Regions from separate parts of the Capsicum annuum genome. Here region 2 is linked to region 1. A link is a contact called in public Hi-C data. All regions are on one chromosome and are shown on one strand. The core of a region is the stretch at or near the end of the contact, and the rest is flanking DNA. Distances in the headings are between cores, read along the strand shown. Region 1 has its middle 9.9 kb from the start of LOC107879172. Region 2 holds the start of LOC124886590 (zinc-finger homeodomain protein 9-like).

Evidence for each region. A called contact is a pair of places that touch in the nucleus more often than the background predicts.
Region 2: a contact with region 1 is called in a Hi-C map of leaf, with 2.7 times the contacts expected there. The contact joins the promoter of LOC124886590 here to the enhancer-like site in region 1. A contact is called at or near these places in 2 of 5 Hi-C or Micro-C datasets (leaf and placenta).

Annotation. Positions count from the first base shown.
Region 1 is chr8:52,870,175-52,877,171 of UCD10Xv1.1, reverse strand. No RefSeq gene overlaps it. Among protein-coding and RNA genes, the nearest start is that of LOC107879172, 9.9 kb to the right of the region's middle. Within about 2 kb of position 3,276, at least 4 of the 5 cell types and tissues checked have an H3K27ac peak or open chromatin away from gene starts, as enhancers often do. A contact at or near this core is called in leaf, where this site is marked.
Region 2 is chr8:53,040,966-53,047,962 of UCD10Xv1.1, reverse strand. It overlaps LOC124886590 (zinc-finger homeodomain protein 9-like), which reads right to left and starts at 2,720. Exons shown (of 1, transcript XM_047395417.1): 1 at 1,940-2,720. The coding sequence starts at 2,720. The coding sequence ends at 2,325.

The DNA of each region.
Region 1 (6,997 bases), core at 2,027-4,526:
AGTCGTGATAGGAGAGTAACTAGAGTAGAGGCGTTGTTTAAGGGAAAAGTATCTAGATTACCATGCTAATAGTGACCGAAAAATATGTTATTTAAGAATAATCTAGTATATAGCAATCTAAAGTGATCATATTTTGTTATGTCCATGATTGAAGGGAATATTTTGAAAATAGCAATTTTATGAAAACTAGATAATTATTAATCTGACGAAATGATATATAAATTTAAAATACTCGTTTTATATGCACTTAAGGATATAGAAATAGTGGATATAAGAAAAATCATATGGGAAAAAATATTTGATAGATATTTTATGACTAGAATTAATTATATGTCACACCTACCGAACTACTTTTATAAATACTTACATGCCAAATCCACACACTAACTATGATAAATTATGTATATTTAGAATTTTGAAAAATAGATATAAAATATATACAATTTCTTAGTGAAAATATAGAAGAATTAATGAGATTAAAACAAACAACTGAAAAATATTATAATAAAGTATTTAACCAATTTTAAATGATAAATAATCTTAAAATCTTAATCTTATATATACTTAGAGATATAGAAAGTATAGATATTAAGAGAATAATATTAGAAAAGGTATTAGACTATGAAATTGAAACTATAAATTGGATAGAACAGTTATACCTGCATAATTACCCAGATGGATATTATTCAGATTAAAAAATGTTAGAATATATTAGAAAAACTAGAGAAAATCAAGATAATCTAAATGAAGAAATTAATTATAGAAACCGAATTAGAAAAATAATGGAGAATCTAAAAGAAAAATTAATATGGATAAAAGAAACCCTAAAAAATTTAGGAAAAAGTACATGTGATAGTTTATATAATTTAAAAAAAATCTCGCTACGAGAAGAACAACACAAGATAATAAATAGCATTGAAAATCTAGAATTAGATAGACATTACAGTACAATTAGGATAAATTATTATACAGAAATTTGTAACTCTGCAATTACTACAGAATAAAATGATAGCTATGAATATTTAAAATATTGGAGATAAAATATGGAAGAAATAATATTATTAGAAAAACTTATGAAAGATAATCTAATTAGATATTTTGAAAAAAAAAAGATATAGAATATTTAGAATACCTTCAAAACAATATAGAAGAATTATGCATTTAACTAATTACCATATAATCACCTTCAAGATATAAATATTAATAAAACTAACATAAATAAATTCAAAATAAAAATATTTTAAGAAGTTAAAAGAAATAATCACGCACAAATAAAAATAGATTCATTCTATTTATAATAGATCTATTTTACCACACAAATTATTCACACCTCCTGGTATCAAAGCGTGTGTTTTGAGCACAATATGCTTATATGTTTATGTTTGAAGACCTCTCTCAAGAAGAAAAGGAAGCCAAGGTAGGAAAGTTGAAGGAGATAGTCATAGCCGTGGAAGAAAAGGTTCACAACTTGGAGGACCATTTTTCCACAAACAATGAGTCTCAATCCCACTTGAACCTCGAGGATGAAAATTTAGCCGATAAAGTGAAAATTATAGAAGTGAGGGCTAATCAGGTCCTCCAAGATTCTATTTAACTACAGTTATTTTGAAGAGAAAGCTACTGAAGCAACGACTGCTTAGGCTGAAGTAGAACCATTTAGAGGGGGGTCCAGCTCACTTGGGTTGTTCAGGGATGCCTTTTATTAGAAAATAAAGAAAAGCTAGGTCCCTCAGGTGGAAGCTAAGGAAAATTCAAACTTAGTACTTGTCCACGAGGAACTACATTATGAGCGCTATCTGAGGTAAGATCTTGTGGGGAAGTTGAGTTTCCTCGACAAGGTATCTGACATGCCTCTCTTAATTGAGGAGGAATTTAGCACGGATTGAGCGGCTATTCAAGCCAATCTCCACTAACCTTTTCACCCCACCCCCGGTCACTTCTTTACAAGATGACTCGTCTGAGGGCAGCAATTCTAAGAAAGCTCCTGACTCTTCGGCCAAGCTCCTCTGAGCCTCTGCGGCTTCTTTCAAGATCTGCCCTTGTGTTTCGTCATATTTTACCCCTTTTTTTACTGTACTCTCATTAATTTTATTTTTAAACCTATTTGTAATGGAGTTTGGTATTCCAACTATCTTTTTCTTTTCTTATTTATTATATATGCATAAAATAATGAGCATTGCCGTTGAACTTGTTCATTTAGATAGATTGTTGGATCCATTACTTTTTTATGCTCATATTTGATGATTGGTTATGGATGCTAACCAGTTTTGTTATAGTTATGCCTCCAAGCCCACTCCTTTTTTTTAGAAAGTTGGGCTCTATGATAGAAGGGCATGATGTGTTGAAACATCGAGCGGCTAAGTCCTGGATACCTTATTGTCCATATCGTATTATTTATATGTAAGTATGGGGTAGGAGTAAATAGTTTACCTTATTCATTTAAGCAAAATTCATATCAGCTGGTAACAGCCGCCACCCTTTTTTATGGAGTGTTTGGTTTTTTGCCATTTTCATAAGTTAGAACGTCTCTCGGTTACTTTAAATGTCAAATCTTCTTATTGTGGTGTGATCGTTATACAAGAAAAAACTAAAACAAAGTTTTTCTTTTTAAGTAAGCTCAAAGGCTTTTTATTTTGATTGCGCTTAGAATTTTTCTTTATAAAAAAAAAAGAAAGTAAGCTCAAAGCCTTCCTGGCACTCGCTATAGTATCCCTGGTCATGCGAACCACTCTTTACTCTATATTACCCTCTAAGAAATGTGCCTCAGGGGCTCCTTTGAATCCAACCTCATAAAAATCTTGCCAGCCAAAAAAACTTATAAGTGAAAAAAGAAGCCACTGGAAGGAGGAAAATTATACATTATTGGTGAGGGCACCCCGATAAACAATAATACAATTTCGAAAGGGACAGATTCCAATCATTGACATATTACCTTTGAGATCAGCTAGTTGATAGGACCCCTTTCCTATGATGCAAGTTATTTGTTACCACCCTTCCCATTCTGGACACCAATTCCTGATAAAGTATTGAAGCTTGGTTTTATAATTGTACATATCCATCCTCTATTTGTGTGCCCTCATATGTCTGAGGATGATCTCCCATCATCCCTTCAAAAGGTCTGAATTGCTTTGAGAGCGTCATTATTGGCTTCCTCTGTGATCTATGGATATTGATGGCTTGGTTCACCAACCTCTACTAGTATTAGTGCCTCCGCTCTATATACCAGCAAAAAAGGGTCTCTCCTGCGCTAGACTTGATGATAGTACGTGTGTACATAATACTCCCAGCAACTCCACAACCCAACAACTTTTGGTGCTCTCTAATCTCTTATTTGAACTGAGCATGACCATTTTGTTCATTGAATCCACCCTTTTATTCATATTAGGGTAAATAGGGAGCCAAAATTATGCACTTTATCTTCATTCCAGCAGGAACTCTGCTACCTTTGCTCCCACAAACTCGATGTTGCTATCATATGCAATTTCCATAGGTATCCTAAGCCTAAAGAGTATTTAATCCCAAATGAAGCTTATGAACTAGCACTCCTGGATTTGCTTGAATGCCTTGACCTCCATCCACTTAGAGAATTAGTAATTCATGACCAGTAAAAACTTGACTTGATCGAAAGAAAGTCCCTACGGTTTCCATGCCCTACTTCATAAAAGGCCAAGGGGTAGAGATGGCATGCATCATTTCCTTTGACTAATGGAGTGGGGAGCCAAAGGTTGGCACTTGTCATATTTTTGACAAATTCCTTGGTATCATTGTCCATAGTGGGACAGTACCCTGCCCGTACAATCTTGTTTGCGATTGAATCTGCATTGAAGTAATTTCTGCATGTCCCCTTATGCACCACCCTCATCACATAATTAGCTTCCCCAGGGTCTAGGTACTTCGTGAGGGGTCCCATATAGGACCTTCAATAAAGGTTTCTATTAACCAAATAATATCTCTCTACCTTGGTCCTAAGCATCTGATATGTGTTAGCATCAGTGGGCACTGTACTATCCTATAAATATTTTATGAGGTCATTTCTCCAGTCCTATATGAGGCTAGTATGATTCACCTGACCTTGATCTAGGACCTTCAGCTCTGAGTACAATAGCTGGACTATGGTTCCCTTCGCGACATCATCTTCCTTGGTTGCAGACCCCAATATAGCTAGAGCATATGCCTCTTCATTCTTCCTCCTTGAGATCCTCTCCAGGATCCATTTCTAAAAGAGGACAAGTGACTACACACTTAAGCAGCGTACCTTGTTATCCATTCATCCTTCATGTCAAAATCTCCCTTGATTTGGTTCACGACTGATTGAGAATTACAGAAAATAAGTCCTACCTCAAATCTCATGCTTTGTGCCAAACATAAACTTACAAGAAGGGCCTGATACTTGGGCCTCATTGTTAGTAAGCGGGATGCAGCTGATTGCATGCCTTAGTTTCTCCCTTGGGGTTACTAAAACAATGCTTAGGCATGTGCCTTTTTTATGAGAAGCCCTGTTAGTGTACAAGGTCCACGTATAGGTGCCCTTCAACTAAGACATCTTCCTTTTTAACCTGGGGGTCATATCTGGGCTAAAATCTGTAGCAAAATTTTTTAGTTCACGGGAATCAATAGCATTCTAAGGCCTGTACTTGATGTCAAACTCACTTAACTCGACTGCCCACTATGGTATTTGTCCTAATAGTTCTAGCTTGTGGAGCATATTCTGGAGATGATATGTCATGAATATCGCTATAGGGTTACATTAAGAATACGGTTGTAATTTGCAAGTAGCATCCACAAGAGCCAAAGCAAACTTTTCCAAGTGCGAGTATCAAACTTTCGTGATAATTAAACCTTTACTAACATAATAAATAAGATAGTGTACCTTCTTCTTCTCGAACAAATATGGTGTTGGCAACTACCTTTGATACAACCACGTATACTAGTAGCAACCCTTAGGCCTAAATAATGACTGTGAACTAGAGAGGTAAGTCTTTAATTCTCTTAATGCCTGCTGACACTGCAGAGTCTATTCAAACTTCATATTCTTCTTTTTCAGTGAGAAAAAATAGTGGCAGCGTTCTAAAATCCTTGATATAAAATGGTTCTGGGTACGACCCACCTAGTGAACTTCTACACTCCCTTATGCCATCCATAATATCGAATATGTCTTCAATCGCCCAAATTTGTTGAGGTTTACCTTTATCCCTCTATTTGACATGAGGAAACCCAGGAATTTCGTCGAAGGCACACTTCTCAGGATTTAGCTTCATGTTATACTTTATTAATATTGCAAAAGCCTCTTTGAGATGCTCCAGATGGTTCTTGGCCTTCATTGAATTAACGAATATTTCATTGATGTAGACCTCTATTGTCTTTCCTATTCAACTCTCGAACATGTGGTTTACTAAGCGCTAGTAAGCAGTACCTACATATTTTAGCCCAAATGGAATTACACTATAACAAAAGGTTCCATGGTTAGTTTGAAAAGATGCTTCACTTGATCCTCCAAATCCATATGGATTTGGTTATACCCAGAGTACGTATCGAGGAAACACATTATCTCGTGTTCGGTCATATTATCAATCATGTCATCAATGTCCAGGATGGGAAAGGAATCTTTAACATGACTTTTTTAGGTCTTTAAAGTCTACACACATCATGAACTTATCTAGTTTCTTTGGTACCACCACAACTTTAGCCAACTATCACTACCAGAAATTACCCCTATAGCAACGGTTCAAAAATCGTTGCGATAGGTATAAAAACCGTTGCCATAGAGCTATCGCAACGACATTCGCAGCGGTTACAAAAACCGTTGCAATAGATATACCTATTGTGACGGTTTCTTCCACACCTATTGCGACGGTTCAAATTATCTATTGCTACGGTTCTTCGTCGTTGCAATAAAATCTATTGCAACGGATAGAAACCGTTGCAATAGACTGTATTCGCAATAGACTCTATTGCAATGGTGACGAACCGTTGCAATAGCATCTATTGCAACGACACAAATGCATTGCAATAGCTCTATTGCAACAATTATTGATCATTTGCAACGATTTTTCACTAACTATTACAACGATTTTTCACTACCTATTACAACGATTTTCAAATCTTTTGCAATATTTTTTTGCCACCTATTATTTCAGCTAGTTTAAATACCTATTGATATATATATAGAGAGAATTATATTAATACACAATTATATATACACATCACAACAAAATCTTTCATTAATAATTCAAATCGGTCGTTAGTTTTCCCATAAAGTATGAAGTTCGAGTGGCGATAAGTTTCACAAAATTCAATATCAAAAAGATCGATACTAAAATATCTATCAATAATTCGAAAATTTTCTCAAGTAAGGTCAATTTCTTCATCACTTTCTTCATCTCCTCCTCCATTTTGAACATCTATAAAAATAGAAAAAATAATCTCAATTTGTACTTAAATGACAACATATTTAATTTTCAATTAGAACATAGAAGAACACCTATAAATAAAGCATAAACAATCTTAATAGCAAATGAATAAATTATTTATACAAATTAATAAAAGAAATATAATTCACGAAATCTAAATCAAGGAACAAAAACAAAAAGAGAAAGGAATAATTAGTAACTCAAGAAGATGAACTTAGACGAACAAGTAGATACATTCAGTACTTTGTTGTTCCTACTTCCTAAACTAGAAAATGCTAACAAATCTTGGTTGATTCATATATACTTGAATTTTTCTTTATTTAAAATGATAGAGAAAAGGCCAATGTATTTCAAGAGTTGTTCAGGAAACAATTCCATGCTCTTAACCAACCATGATATACAGCAACTGGCCTGCATTACTTTGGATTCGAGGCCTTCTACACCTTAGTGAGATCAATGACTATGCACAGTTTCACAGAAAAATAAAAAACTACAGAAACCCATCATCTGATGTAAATTTTTTTCTTTCTTTTCTATCCATAGCTTCATTAATATTAAAACACAGGAGGAAAACTATGAGTACGCAT
Region 2 (6,997 bases), core at 1,471-3,970, 170 kb before region 1:
GAAATTGGGCTCATATAAGGGCCTACCTATGTGTGTGCAGTACATATTTGGACTAGAGCCCAAATACAATAAATCCAGTGGGGGTGATAATTGACATAAAATGGTTTTATGAAAAAATTATTTAAATCTACAATTTAAGTTTTTATTATTACATAAAATCTCAACTAGCAAAAATAATCATAAAATTTTTTTTTTTATACTTTTTCTCTCCAAATTGCATATATATATCTCACCTTATCTTTTCCTACGCTTAATAAATGTCTAAAATCAAGAAACCTCAATCAAAAAGTTTTTAAATTTTGAATTTACAAACGTTCTTCTAAAATTGCTCGACATCAACTCCTCTAATGGACAAGTCAAATCTTGAAACCCCCCAAAAATCGAATCTTTAACAAATTTCACTGGACAAACTAAACTTAATGACACATTAACAGTCTCCATCAATCTCATTTGTTCAATGAACATCAAGAAAACCAAAAACCCAACTACAAAAGCACTTAAAACATTCATTTTTTCAACAACTTAAGGGATTCTTTATGCTTATAAAATTTGATCAGAACTCATCAAGAAAAAACCTAAAATCGGCGAATTGACTACGGTTATAGTGGTGGTGGTGGCAGTGGAAAAGAAAGCATAGGTAAATAACAAGGTGCAGTGCTTTGTGTTTGAATTTATTTATTTTTTTCAATTTTCGTATTATTATACATAGCCGTAACGTATCAATTGTTGTTACTTTAATCCTGATACATATCATGGCTATCTATAGGATTGAGGATAATCGTTCGAGACATATTGTTATTTTAGCTCACATGCATAACATTATTATGTAAATGGATGGAATACATAGTGAAGTCAGTCTATTTTTTTAAACTTTGATACATAGCGAGTTATGTATATATATACAACATTGTCAATTGTATTAGGTTTTATTTCAATCCATATACATAATTATTGTATACACCATATTTGTAACAACTTCAGTTATAGTGATGTATTTTAATTGGGGTTCTCTGTAGGCTTGATGTTATTTCACTTATGAGAATAATTATGCTATGTATAAAATTGATATAAATGATGTTATGTTAAATCTTATACATAGCATACCTATGATTATGAATACATTTTCTTACATATACATGATCAGACGCGAATCTAGGATTTCGAGGTTGCGGGTGCCATGTTACTTTTAATGTTAAAGCTACTACTCAAAAAGGATAATTTTTATGGGTGTCCCATTGGAATTTGGCTTGTTAGTACGAGATTTTTGAAGAAAAATTTCATTGAAACATTATCAAAGAACCTAATTTTTACGAATTCAGTTGAAAATCAGTTAATTTTTTGCTTTACGTTTTGCTATTTACGTTGCCCCAAATAAGACAAATATTTTATCGATTTTATAGACTTTGGATTTTGATTTAATTATTTGTCTTTTCAATTTGTATAGATAAATAGATCAAATAATAAAAATGTGATTAATATTATAAATACTATCGAAAACAACCTTTCTACTTCGCCGGAGGTAGTGTATGGACTGCATACATTATACCCTCCCCAAACCCCACTATGTGGGAATACACCGAATTTATTTTTATTATTGTCGTTATTACTATAAATTGTGTAAACAAGAGTTGAATCAGTCAACGTGAAAGTACAAAATAGTTGCCAACATTCAATGAATATTCTCAATTCTATTGTTAGGAAATTATAACATCAAGCCAAGCATCATTATTATGATTTACGAGGAGAGGTTAACTATAAATTTGATGGAAGAAGGAATCTTTAATTATGTTCCACATTTAAGTTAAAAATTCTTAAACAAAGATTACCCAAAAAAAGAGTCAAACAAAAATTAAGTCAAGAGAAAAAAAAACTTATAGAAAATAGAATAACGAACAAAAAGTAACAAAATACTGCTGGCGTCTGAACTTGAACTCTGGTATACTACGTGAAATTTCAACGTGTTTGCCATTGACACTACTTCCTCAACCACTGCATTGGGTGACACTTAAATAATATACCAATTTTATTCAATATATATATATATATATATACACACAAATTTTCGATCGAAGTTTGCGGGTGTCATGCCACCCGTGAATCCCTGTAGATCCGCCCCTGTATTTACCCCCGAATAACTTTTATATAAGTTTTTTACCACCCTAAAAAATTATACCATTCTCAATATGGAGAGTGCATCACATTCACGCCATGTTGGAGCCATGTCAGAAGCCACATAAATAAATTATTTTTTCTAAAATACTATATATATATATATATATATTATAAACACCCCCCAACCCCCTCCCCCTTTCAATTCCAATTTCCTAGCAGAAATTGTTCACCAGATCTTGCATTCTCCACCTAACACTTTCTGAAAATTCCAGCATTTTCACCTTCTGATCTGGAGTGAATTTCGTCCTAAAACGCTTTCTCCCGTTAGAATAAGCATAAGAAATCGGCAGTGGAGATGGAGAATTCGGACTACTGTGGTCCCCATCACGCGGTGGCAACGACAGCGGTAGAGGCAGAGTTGGAGGAGAAAGATGGTGGCGGTGGTGAAGTTGGTACTCAAGAACGGCGGTGGCGATGGGCGGAGGAGGAACCACAACGGGTTCTTGGACTTCTTTGTAAATAACAAGGTGATGATGTTGATGGTGAAGTGGATTTTTCCTTTTAAGTACACCATTACTCCAAGGGAAAGGCTTCACTCGAAATTGGAGGCATTACTTCAAATTGTACAGGAGGTCAAACTAGGAGCAATAGATGACATGTCTTTGCTAAATAAAGAAACATCAGTAGATGTAAAAGAGACTAGATCAAAAAATTTACCCAATGTCGAACAGCCTTTGCCAAGGCTTGGGTTTGAATTGAATTTTTGTATGCTAGAATTTTTTTCATCATATTGGTATACCGCCGCTGGTGTCACAAGGAATTGATTTTGCTGTTGCTATTGATGCAATGAAAGCCATAATTTTTTTATCTTGTAAGAGAAGTGGAAGAGGCAAAGGTTGAAAGAGAAAATCAGTTTATAAAAATAGATCAGATAGAGTGTTACAAGTTGTTGTTGTTGGTTAAGTCCATGGCTGAAACATTTAACACTGTCTTCTTATCTTTTTTGTCTTATGAGAGTTAGCTAGATGATTAGATTTATAGTGGGGTGTGAAGAAGAAATATAGGGTGGAGTGTCGGGAAGAAGGAAAAAAAATATAATGGGTGAGAATTTTAAAGTGGGTCCACTTTAATTTTTTTTTTTTTTTTTTTTTATTAAAATGCGCTTCTATTTTTTTTGCCACATCAGTCATTAAGGGAGCCATATAATATATTTTTAAAGTTTATACGGGGTAAATAAATAAAGGTGAAGTTTAATGGCTAAAATGAGTTTTGCTTGCAACTTTAGGATGGGGGAGGGGAATATGTCTTTTCCCTGAAATAAAATGACCTAATTTGATTTGATACGAAATTTAAGAAAATAAAGAAGATTTTTGAATTTTATGATTTTAAATTAAAATTATGTCAAATGTATCAAAATATCTGCCACATAAAAAATTTAAATTAAAATATTACAAAAAAAAGGAAAAGAGTTATTCTTTCTTGAAACAAATAAAAAAGAAAAGAGAGTCATTCTTTTTTAAATGAATTAAAAAAAGGTCATTCTTTTTTAAAAAATGGAGTATTAATTATACATGTCCTAATACCAAATAAAGTGTATAGCTAATATTGTACATAAGTTAAAAAAGTGTACTTAATAAGATACTAATAATACATAAAACTAATGTATCCATTATATTTTTAATGCACTCTGCCAAACGACTTCTTTAGAGAAGTTGGCATAAATAACCGCCCAAAAATAATACTAGCAAATGTATAGTTTTTTATATATATATTTGGCTAGCATACGTAATTCTTTTTAGCTTACTGACCAAATGTGTAACTTGTCCAATTTTTTATTAGTGGCAAGATCTGTTGGGTTTAAAATCGAGAGGGCGTCATGCGGGAGCTATTAGTTGTAAATCATCATGATGATAATTCAGACGACAAAGAAACATATAATACTAAAAACATATTATTGATATGATTCGGCCAATTGACCTACATATTAAAAACTTAAATTAAAAAATATAAAAATAAATTGAGAGAAGATATCCCCTAAATAAAACTCTTAAACGACTACATTGTAGATGCTATTGTGTTATGGTATGAGAAGGAGGTCGTCTATTTATATAGTTCTTAAATCTTTCATATAAGAAAGAAGTTTGCCAAATATGACAAAGTTTTATATTTTTCTTTCAGAAAAAATAAAAATAATTAGGGTATTACTTATATTTTCCTTCTAAGAAAAATAAAACTTAAATTTGGTAAGAAAATCAGGGCAAAAACCCTAACAAATCTCTCCTTTTTGACTTGATTTTCTGCAAAATATTCCTGATCCTCCTTCTGGTGCATAATCTTCGTTCTTCACATATTCTTCATATATCCCTGTTGTTTGACATGCTTTAAAAGCCTTTTTAGGTTAAAATATATCAGCTCTTTTCGGGTTAAAAATATTAAAGTTTTTTTACAGAGTTAAAAGTTAGCTTTATTTTCAAATATATGACAGCAGGATTGTTGAAAATATGATTGACAATTTATCTCAACATGTAGTTTTATTTTGACAAATTATTTTCACTATCATCAAATTGGTTGCAACTTTATTCAATAATTGGACCATCGAATCATTGAACCGTGGGTTCGGATACCACTTGTTGAGTTCGAAATCGAGAGGGCGTCATGCGAAAGCTATTAATTGCAAACCATCATGGTGATAATTCAGACGACAAAGAAAAATATAATACTAAAAACATATTATTGATATGATTCGGCCAATTGACCTACATATTAAAAACTTAAATTAAAAAGCATAAAAACAAATTGAGAGAAGATATCTCTTAAATAAAACTCTTAAACGACTACATTATAGATACTATTGTGTTATGGTATGATAAGGGGATCGTCTATTTATATAGTTCCAAAATCTTTCCTCTAAGAAAGAAATTTGCCAAATATGAAAAAAATTTATATTTTGCTTTCAGAAAAAGTAAAAATAATTATGGTATTACTTTTATTTTTCTTCTAAGAAAAATAGAACTTAAATTTGATAAGAAAATCAGGCAAAAACCCTAACAAGATCAAGCTCCCATTAATATTTTTAGTTCAAAACTTAGACAACCTATAATGAAAAATATCCTAAAGGAAGACGTATGCTCCTCCCAATTCATTTGATCGGTAACGTTCCTCTCTTTATGACGTCTGGTACATTATACATATATCAAAATTCAAACATGCGTTAATTAATACAAACATCTTTCAACTTATAAAGCTACAAAAATACACAATTGTTTCACCATCTCCAGTTATATAAATGCATACATCATCAATTAGTAGGGATTTCAAAAGTTTAAATACTCTATTATTGAACTTTGATGTTTGAATGTTGAGGATCTGAAATTTAAAATTTAAAAAGATGTTGTATCAAATGGATGTTGCTGCAATAACTTGTAAACATCTTGGAAGCTAACTCTGAGATTGAATCTCATTTGGAGAGGATTTAATGTGATTTGGTTTGAAGTTTGGGGGTTATGTGGTTTTTATATTTATGTACATCTTGGTATATATCCGTGAATATCCACACATATGTAAGTGTATATCACATTGTCTATCGATTGACAGTCACATCCGCACAAAGAGAGAATAAAATATATATAAAAAAAAACAGAGTTAAAGGGGGATAATAAGATCCCGTAAAATTTAGGCTTAAATATAATTTGTGGGGTACTTGTGCCTTATCCTCAAATTTTTAGATATTTTTTATGAGATTTATGCACATTATCTAAGCAGCAAAAGGTCAAGAAAAATTCTTTTTATATATTCGAGTTCCATTGGTCATATCGCTATTTTTGTCAATTATTGAGCAACTTTAGACAGTTACTTTTTTCCATCTTAAATTAGTTGTCATATTTTATTTTTTAAGCGTCAATTTAATTAATATTTGTTGTTAAATTGGATTAGGTTGGTGTAATGTTTTAAACTAAAAATTTGTATATCAAAAACTATACAAAACAAATTACATATTAGAATTTTTTGTCATGTCAATATGATGATAAGATATATGTTTAAATATTCGTCATAAAATAGTTTGATTCACTAGAAGCGAAACATAATAATTAATTTGTGATCACATAAATATATACAATGCTAACACACAACATTTAAATTCTGAGTTGAAATTATTCTTAATTTTATTATTTCTCTCTCACAACATTGTCAATAAAAAGGAAAATAATCAACTTGTTATTGTAATTATATTAAAAAAAACCTCTACTAATCTTCATATCTGACCAAAACAATGGAGATTAATATATTCTAATCAGAAAACTTAAACTGATTAGATTACTTGAAGACTCTTTACTAGTACTAGGTTTTTTTTTTCGAGGTCCTTAATAACAAGATATTATTAAAAATAATTAATGGACTACTCCTGCACCATCAATCAAATATGGGACAGCATATCGCTGCATTTCTTGAATAAATGCTCGTTACTAGGAGAAGTCCTGACACCTTTATAAACTTCACTCTTCCAACTTTATTCAATGGAAGTATAGAATCTCTTTCTACCCCGTCAATAATTGGACATATGCTCTTAACTAAGTTTTATTTCTTCCTCAAAAGATTAAAATTTAAATGAAAAAGTTGAATAAAAATTTTGAGAGGTTATGATTCAATTTATATATTCCTTCTACATTTATGTAAATTTACTTATATATATATATATATTTATTTATTTTTATTTTCAAATGGAGGACTAATTTTTTCCGCATATTCTTGAGCTTTCGTTTGTTTTTGTTTAAATTCAATTTTTTATTATTAAAAATATAATTTCACTCAATTTCTTATTGCCGCACGAAACACGATTGAATTTTCTAGTATAAATGATAGTCAAAGAGAGGTGTTATCATATCAC